Regions from separate parts of the Mus musculus genome. Here regions 2 and 3 are each linked to region 1. Evidence: chromatin contacts called from public HiChIP or PLAC-seq and promoter capture Hi-C data. All regions are on one chromosome and are shown on one strand. Each heading gives the region's core, a stretch centred on a gene start, on an enhancer-like site or on the middle of the called end of the contact. The rest is flanking DNA. Distances are from core to core; before and after follow the strand shown. Region 1 holds the start of Dicer1 (dicer 1, ribonuclease type III). Region 2 overlaps Dicer1 (dicer 1, ribonuclease type III). Region 3 overlaps Clmn (calmin).

What was found. Promoter capture Hi-C pulls out the DNA fragments that hold promoters and counts their contacts. HiChIP or PLAC-seq counts read pairs in DNA pulled down with a chosen protein or histone mark.
Region 2: a promoter capture Hi-C map of second pharyngeal arch cranial neural crest shows a contact between it and region 1, with 2.0 times the contacts expected there. The contact joins the enhancer-like site here to the promoter of Dicer1 in region 1. A contact is called at or near these places in 5 of 39 promoter capture datasets (cranial neural crest, embryonic stem cells, frontonasal cranial neural crest and 2 more), 12 of 484 Hi-C or Micro-C datasets (the C10 cell line, the G1E-ER4 cell line, Th1 cells and 5 more), 8 of 115 datasets of contacts at active chromatin or transcription factors (the SCID.adh cell line, T-cell acute lymphoblastic leukemia, embryonic stem cells and 3 more) and 3 of 9 other capture datasets (adipose tissue, liver and pancreatic islet).
Region 3: an H3K4me3 HiChIP or PLAC-seq map of embryonic limb bud shows a contact between it and region 1, with 2.5 times the contacts expected there. The contact joins the enhancer-like site here to the promoter of Dicer1 in region 1. A contact is called at or near these places in 2 of 39 promoter capture datasets (the C10 cell line and the HPC-7 cell line), 1 of 15 datasets of contacts at CTCF or cohesin (pro-B cells), 11 of 484 Hi-C or Micro-C datasets (the 63-12 cell line, B cells, the HPC-7 cell line and 8 more), 7 of 115 datasets of contacts at active chromatin or transcription factors (the 230-238 cell line, embryonic limb bud, embryonic stem cells and 1 more) and 1 of 9 other capture datasets (embryonic tail).

Annotation. Positions count from the first base shown.
Region 1 is chr12:104,750,541-104,753,240 of GRCm38.p6, forward strand. It overlaps Dicer1 (dicer 1, ribonuclease type III), which reads right to left and starts at 1,412. Exons shown (of 27, transcript NM_148948.2): 1 at 1,208-1,412.
Region 2 is chr12:104,698,748-104,701,447 of GRCm38.p6, forward strand. Dicer1 (dicer 1, ribonuclease type III) reads right to left here. Exons shown (of 27, transcript NM_148948.2): 22 at 1,618-1,773. Among named protein-coding and RNA genes, the nearest start is that of Gm31573, 37 kb to the left of the region's middle. Within about 2 kb of position 1,379, at least 24 of the 459 cell types and tissues checked have an H3K27ac peak or open chromatin away from gene starts, as enhancers often do. A contact at or near this core is called in second pharyngeal arch cranial neural crest, where this site is marked.
Region 3 is chr12:104,807,317-104,810,016 of GRCm38.p6, forward strand. All of the region lies in intron 1 of Clmn (calmin), which reads right to left. Among named protein-coding and RNA genes, the nearest start is that of Clmn, 56 kb to the right of the region's middle. Within about 2 kb of position 1,330, at least 15 of the 459 cell types and tissues checked have an H3K27ac peak or open chromatin away from gene starts, as enhancers often do. A contact at or near this core is called in embryonic limb bud, embryonic tail and muscle stem cells, where this site is marked.

The DNA of each region.
Region 1 (2,700 bases), core at 162-2,661:
TTCACAAACTTAGGCTACTACATTGATCACTAAAAGCAGCCCTTGGTGCTGACAGTTCTATAAAATACACTCCAGTCATGATATTGTGCACTGTTTATATTACACACTGCATGTTTCACAGGTAGCCTGAAAAGTGAAACAGATTATTCCAGAACTCAGTCCCCAAAGATATCAAAAAGATATTTCCAAAAACACCCAAACTACTGCTTGCTACAAGCCTCACCCAGTATTCACCTTTCGGTTACATTTCAGGTCCTTGGTTACCATGAAAATTTTTGCCTAGAAAACTTAAAATGTTTATACCAATGAATTTCCAACTCAGCGATCCTACTTTACAACAGGTTTGAAAAACATATCTCAAGTTGCTTAACTCTTGAACTGCATCCTTTCCTACTGACTTACAGTGAGGTTCCTCAGAAAACTAACAATCAAAGATTCAGAAACTCAGGAGCGAACTCCCAAGTAAGTCTCTTTCACCCGATGACGTCTTTCAACACTTGATCACCATAATACTTAGGGCATCATATATCGGTAACTAACCCTTTAATCACAAGTCTACTCATAAAAGCAAGGACTATTACAGATCATAGACTCCCAGTCATCCATTTGGGCAAGTCTTCAGGACACTGGCTCTGTCCTGAAGGCAAAGTCACAAGGGCAGCTCATCTCTGCTAGGCAATCCACACCAATTTGGTGTGCTGGCTGGAGATGCACACAGATTTGGCTGAACGAAAGCCCCTTAAGCAAAGACCCTTCTTCGCAAGGTCCAGACGACCTAAAAGGGGAGGGGCACAAAACATGGCCTGGGCCACCCACCCCCTAGGGCCAGCCTTGGTCACCTGCCAATAAACACACAACAGTCCTTCCCAGGGCTCCAGCCCGCACCTCGCTGAGGCCTTGTCCCCCTCCAGATCCTCGGAGGCATCCAGGGGTCCCGCGCCATTTGGCAGGCCCGGGTCGCTCCCGAGACGCCGGCCCGCGTGGATACCTCCTGTCTTCTCCCGGGCTTCGAACGCGGAACGGGACCTGTCAAAGGCCGCTCCTCCTAAGGCGGGGGTGCGGAGAGGCCCGCGTGGACAGTTCTCTGCCCGGGCTCGGCGTCGCGGCCTGCTCCCGGCGCCCGCGCGGGCCTCGCGCAAGAGGCGGGCCGGGCATCGCCGTCCCCCGGGCCCGGACACAAAGCGGCCCAGCAGGGAGCCCGCCTCACCTGCAGCACTGGGCGCCGCGGGCCTTCCAGAACCATCGGACCCCGCTCCGGCGCGCGCGTCACAGCCCAGGCCTCCCGGTGCCGCCCGGCGCCGCCGCCGCCGCCGCCATTTCCTGCCGCTCGCCGTCGTCTCGTTCCCGCTGTCAGGTTACTCCATTCACCTGGGCCCGGAGCCGCCCGCGCCGCACCGCGCCGCGCCCCGACCCCTCCCGCCCGCGCCTGCGGAGACTGCGCAGCGCCCTGCTCGCCCGCAGCCCGCGCTCGGCCCGCGGCGACGGCGCACAGCGGCTTGGAGAATCCCACCGGCGTCGCGCCGCCGCTCCGCGCCCCCTCGCTCGCTCGCCCCGCGGCCGCATGAAAGCCGTCCTGTGATTGGACGGAGCGCGGAGGTGAAAGGTTAACCCCGGCCCCCCAGCCACTCAGAAGCCGGGAGACAGCAGACTCGGGCCGAGGCCGCGTCGGAGGCCCAATGCGAAGACCGAGCTCTGCAACGCAGTCAGCCAGCCTGCCGGCCGGCCGGAATCCTGAACGCGCCGCTGGGGCTACGCAGTCCCAGCTCCCGGCTCCTTTCCCTTCCTGATGATGGCACACATCGCCCCCATCCGCAAGCCCCGCTGCACCGCTCTTTTGGTCCAAAGAACTGATCTCTTTGGGCAGCCCTCAAAACCAACTTGAATAACCAGAAAATGCCCGCGGCGTGCAAACTTGGTTTTATAAGGCTGAGCTTTCTGCTGCGTCTTCTTGCTGAGATCAGAGGAGTAAAGAGACCGACTTAAAGAAAACCATCTTAGTGTAGGACCCTCCCCCACCTCCGTGTAGGCATCTTGGAAAAAGACTCCGGAATAGACTGGTACTCCAGGTGAGGGATGGACGCTTCTAGCCCCGGGCTTCTCTCAGCCACTGGAAGCGCTTACCTGTCCGTCTGAACTATGTCCAACAGTCCCACGTAGTGGTTGTTACCTCTCCAAATTAAGGCTAATCTTTAATAAGTGCAAGTGATTTGTTTATTTGAATAAATACTAGTGTCATTTGTTTCAATTTTTTTATTACTGTTATTTCGAAAGTAGGTCTCACTATGTAGACCAGGCTGTCCTCAAACTCCGCCTGCCTCTGCCTCTCAATTTTTGGGTTTAAACGTGTGTGCCACGCCGGGCGTGGTGGGGCACGCCTTTAATCCCAACACTTGGGAGGTAGAGGCAGGCGGATTTCTGGGTCCGAGACCAGCTTGGTCTACAGAGTGAATTCCAGGACAGCCAGGGCTATTACACAGAGAAACCCTGTCTCGGGAAAAAAAAAAGATATTTTTTTAAAGACTAACTCCTTGTCCATTAGCAGATGTTTCTGATTTCTTTACCTTTAACTTGGAGGCAATATGGTCCATTTGTTTTGTTTTGTTTTGTTTTGTTTTGTTTTTCGACACAATGTTTCTCTGTATAGCTCTGGCTGTCCTGGAACTTGCTCTGTACACCAAATTGGCCTTGAACTCATAAAGA
Region 2 (2,700 bases), core at 129-2,628, 52 kb before region 1:
TCAGCTTTATTATTTAGGTCTTAAGACAAGATGGGCCAACTTGACATTATTTAGCCTGAGGTTGTAAACTGCAGAGTTCCTGCATAAATCATGCCCTGTAACATGGTGCTGTCACCCAGTGATCCTGCGCTGTCTTCTACATCCCTGGCACTGTGCAGACTCTTCATTTTCACAAGGAGTTATACTTCAAAGATGCTCTCCAAAACACAAAAGGCATTTGAAAAGTGTGTGTGTGTGTGTGTGTGTGTGTGTGTGTGTGTGTGTATCTCTTGATAGTACAGTCTACTGTTCTCACTCTCTCTCCTAGGAGGCATTCAGAGACTGAGCTGTGACCCAGGGGCAGAAGGAACTGGAAGGACCTTGCGTCCATAACCACTCCGACTCTGGGACTCCCTAGTGATTATGTGTACGGCACCAGATGAAAGTCTGAGAGTGTGTGCTAGGAACGAAGGACTGAGTCAGCAGAAAAGGACAGAAAACACAAGTCCACGCTGTAACATGTAACGCAGGAATGCCCTGGCATGTCACTGCTACCTAAAGGATCAAATATTAGACAGAAGAGGAGGCCTGCTGGCCTGTTTTTAGTAAAAATGAAGTACTTTTTCTAAGGTTCAAATTCTTCACTTTTCTAAGTGTGTGTGAGTGTGTGCATCATGTATTCGAGAGTGTGTGTATGTGTGTGTGTTATAAATTAATAGCAAATGCCATCCTCAGACTTAATTTGCATTAAAATGCTCTTAATGTTTTCCAGCTAAGTTGCATTTCTGTGATAAGTCAAATCCTACGTGAGTTATAAATAAACTCAGCAAGCAGGCCTACATCAGAGCAGGCCTCAGAGACCCACCACCTACAGACACTTAGGACTCATTGAGACAGAAATGTCAGAAACAAGGCATGGGAAGATACTAGTCACAAACCTGTAACAGAAACGGCATTATCATTAAAGCCTGAAGTAAAAATGAAATAATGCGAGCCCATTTGTCATCAATACAAAATAAATCTGGCAAGCGAGACGCCTGAACAGATGAGAACTTCAAAGAAGTACAAGACAACTGACCCCCAGCCACAAGCTGGGAGTCCAGGCCTCCGGGCTGCCCCCTGGTGGCTTGAGGACAAGACAAAGGAAGCTGTAGCTACTAAAGAGAATTCTCCAGTCTGTGGCCCGGTTTAAAGTCTTTATAGTAGTACACTGCAACCTTCCCATACAGCGGCGGCGAGCTGTCGTCAGGTTGGCAAGAGGAAATAGTTCCAAGCTAGCACTGCCCAAGCTAGTCTGTGCTGAACTGAATTCTTCCAGACACAGCCTGGAGATCACAGGTCACTGCAGAGTCACTCCAGCAAATGGCTAAGGCTACACTGTAACATGAGAGGGAAGGAATCTGAGAGGGCTCTGATTTTATTTCTAAGTGGAAACATAACAGAAGTTTATGCCTCTGGAATGGGGAGGGGAGGTAAGAGAAATCACACTGCACCAAAACCAACACTATTTCTGAAGTCACAGACGGCCTGCCAACACATGAAATATCTACTACATGGCAAACGTACAGCAGAAAGAAAACAACAAAAAACAACATTCTTCAGTCAACACAAACAAAAAGCTCCATGCTGAGAGCTTACCATTTCATCCTTTTCCCACTTCTCTGAGTTACTTTTGTCTTGGTTTACCACATAACCAGGAGGAAGCCAATTCACAGGAGGATCGAATATCGACACCACCATGCGGCTGGGCAGTCCCTTCTTCTTGCCAAGGCGATACAGGTTACAGTTGCTGACCTTCGGCAGAAAAGAGTCACAAACACTTACCCATACATGGCCATGGCTGGGAGATACAGTGTGCCAATACATTTTTGCCAGTGTTTTTGTATTGCACGATGGTCAGCAGTTATAAGGACTACACAGTTAAAATAACAACTCTAGATTTCCAAGTACTAGACAGCCTTCCACGTCAAATATTTGATCCAAAATGGAATCCACAAAAACCTAATGTATATAAACTCCTCTCCTCATAAATAAGTCAAAGAAAGAGTTCAATTTCAAAGTTTTAAATCACAGACTGACAATATGAAATTCAAGATGACAAGTGAGGCTGGGAGCAGTTGTCAAGACCATGGAACTCAAGATGTCATGATATTCTCAGTGAGAAAAGGGATGAATATGTTGTAAGGTGAGAACCATCACCATACAAAACAATTGTTATCTCTTGAGTCTAAGCATCAATAATGTGACACCAACCCTCTCACTCTCAAATATTGCTCTTTGTGTGGTGGATAGCATTCAGCACTGGAGTAAAAGGTGCTAAAGAACAGCTGCTGCGCAGGACACCACCTAGGTGGCTTTACTATCCTCCTTCCAGTCCTTTTGCCTTTCCTAATGGCTCTACCATGACCCTAATTTACTTAAAACCTGACATTTCTGTCTAGTTCTCACTTGGAGACTAGCAGCTATCACCATTAATCTCATTCCCTGTTTCTAAAACCTTACTGGAATACTTCAGGAGCCCTTTCCATGTAACTCAGATGCTACTTAGCCAGCATCTGGTACCCACAATCAGCACTGGCCACAGTCTGGTAGAAAGCGTGCAAAGAGACAGAGAAACGGTCCTTGCAATGTAGCAGGCTGTGTTTGAAACTACCACGAGTCAACACACCTCTCAGCTGTCTACCATGGAACCAATATACATAAATGTTGGTTTCCTTTTCC
Region 3 (2,700 bases), core at 80-2,579, 57 kb after region 1:
ACAGACCAATGAACAGCCTTGCACCAGCACCCAGCACACAGCCTTGTGCACAAGCCTGGGAGGCATTTCTCATCCTTGACAGCCCAAAGTGGGGCTGCTGGGTCTTAGTGGTAGGCACATTTAAAATTTTAATAGCCACTTCCAAACTACCCTCCCCAAAGGCTGCCAGAGTTTATACTTTCACCCCCACCTGTCTTTAAACAAGTTTATGGGGATTGTAAAGTATTTACACACACACACACACACACACACACACACACACACACACACACACTCAAACACCCAGGCTTGCTTCTCCAGCTGGCCTCAGAGAAAGAGCAAAATATAGCCCATGAGACGGAAAAGCATTTAGTAAGGAGATTGAGAGGGAACTCACAGCTTCACTGAGTGTGGTAGTGTAAATGTGGGTGTGAGTGTCTGTTGGTCTACACTGCCCTACTTATCCAACCAGCAATCCACAACCACACACCACACTCAACTCATCCAACCATTCAACAGCCACGTATCTCCTACCATGGACTTTACCATTCCTTCATCTGTCTATCCATATACCCATCTGTCCAACATGGCATCCACTTACCTATTCATCCATCTATCCATCCACCTACCCACCCACCCATTCACCTACCCATCTACCCATCCATCCATCCATCCACTCAGCCATCCACACACCCCGTTGATATTTATACAAGGATTCCTAGACACTGGAGCAATGCCAGGCTCTGTGGGCAAAACCAGCAAGGAAGAATTAAGCATTCACGGAATCTGCGCTCCAAGAATTCACAGACAAGTAGGAAGGGGAAAACAAAGCTACTGAGAGGTACAAATGAAAGGGATAATGGGTTAAAAGTGCCCAGGAGGACAGAGATAGGGACAGGGGACTTTGTATCTCACGGGGTACTCTTCTAGGGTCCTACAGGAGAAGTGTGACACAGGGGACTTCTGACGGCAAAGGTTGCGGATTCAAACCCTGCTGACTCAGAACCAACCCTGGGGTTGCTTTTGCTTCTGTCCCCACTAATACCTGCGGGCAAACCTGAGCATAGATCATCTTCTACAGGAGGGGTAGCAGGGGATGGTCAGACACAATCCCAGATATCAGACAAGTTCCAAACTGAAGTAGGTATGAAGAACATATTCTCAGTGCTTAAAACCAGGACGCATCGCTCAACGCACAGAAGAGTCTGAGGGAACCTCTGCCCGCCCAGCACAACTGCTCCATGTCACCCTACAGCCTTCAGCAAGTTCACGCTCTACAGAATGAGGACAGCCCTGTCCCCACCCTGCCCCAGAAGCCTGCTATGGGAGTGCATGAGGTCACCCCGAGACCTTCCCGTCCCTGGCAGCTGCTGTCATCAGGCCAAGCTCCCTGGCCCCTGGCTTACACAGCATACCCTGAACTCCGGGATTTTGTCTAGTGTCTCGACACAGGACCGTTGCCCTTGCATGGCTGTCTCCATTTCAAAATGTGCCCCCCTTCCTGCAGGCATTCCTACTTCTGGCCTGCCAAGACTCCATAAACTTTATATAGTTTCCATAAATCCAACGGCCCCTTTTTTCCTCTCACGTTGTAAAGGTCTAGGAAACAGTTTCCCTGGCGAGGTCTGGCCAGCTCATGGAGTGGCTGAGGGGGCCCCGCGCGGGCAGCAAGGAAGTAATAACAGCACTGTAAAATTGCCATCCCAGCTCTGCCTGGCCAGGGGGCGTGCAGGAAAACCAGGAAGGGTGGGGTGGGGTGGGGTGGGGTGGGGTGGGGTGGAGGGAGAACACCAGGCTCAGGACCCCAAAGATTGGGCAAAGGAGGGGCAGGAGACGGGAGGCCCCACTGTCCAGCTCAAGGCTACAGGTCCAAATTCTCAGGTGCGATTCTGCCTCTGGCTTTGAAAAAAAAGAAAAAAAGAAAAAGAAGGATCATTTCCCTCTTCTTCAGGCCCCAGGGGGAGGCAGGCTGAGGAGCTGGAAGCCTCAGAGAAAGGGACACATCCGGGGCGTTAAAGCAGATATCTTCAGATATACGCACAGTCTTCACCCCTAACCCAGGAAACATCTCTTCGCCATGGATGGAGATCATTACAGAAAACCACAACCAATCAAAATGCAGAGCTGTGGAGCCTAGTGATGGTTCATCTCCAAAACACTCCTGCACCTAAGGCTCAGGGCTCACTGCGGAGGGATGAGGGGCCAGGAAGGCTGTGGGAGCCCGAGGATTGGGAGCATGGTGGAGTTCACTGTTACATTGTGTCTCCTGGGAATGGGAGAAGCTGCGCCCATCACCAGCAGAACCAGGACAACAAAAGACAAGCTAACATGGATGTGGGCACAGGGGCAGGGAGATGAGAGGAGCCCAGAAGGCTTCAACCCTACACAAAGAACTACAGACACCCAAGGAAAGGCGGGGGAGGGGGGAACGCAAGGGGCCAGAGGGGAGACACAGTCTTTCCCAGGGACGAACACAGCACTTGGTTGTCCAGTGCTAAGTGGTCAACCCTAAAAACGCACATGAGAGTAGGAAAATTATTTTATGTATTTGGAAATATCTCTCTCTCTCTCTCTCTCTCTCTCTCTCTCTCTCTCTCTCTCTCTGTGTGTGTGTGTGTGCAACAACAATGAGGAAAAAGGCTATGCATTTGAAGAAAGCAAGTAGGGTATATGAGAGGGCTTAGAGGGGGGAAAGGGAAGGAAAAATGATGTAATTATACT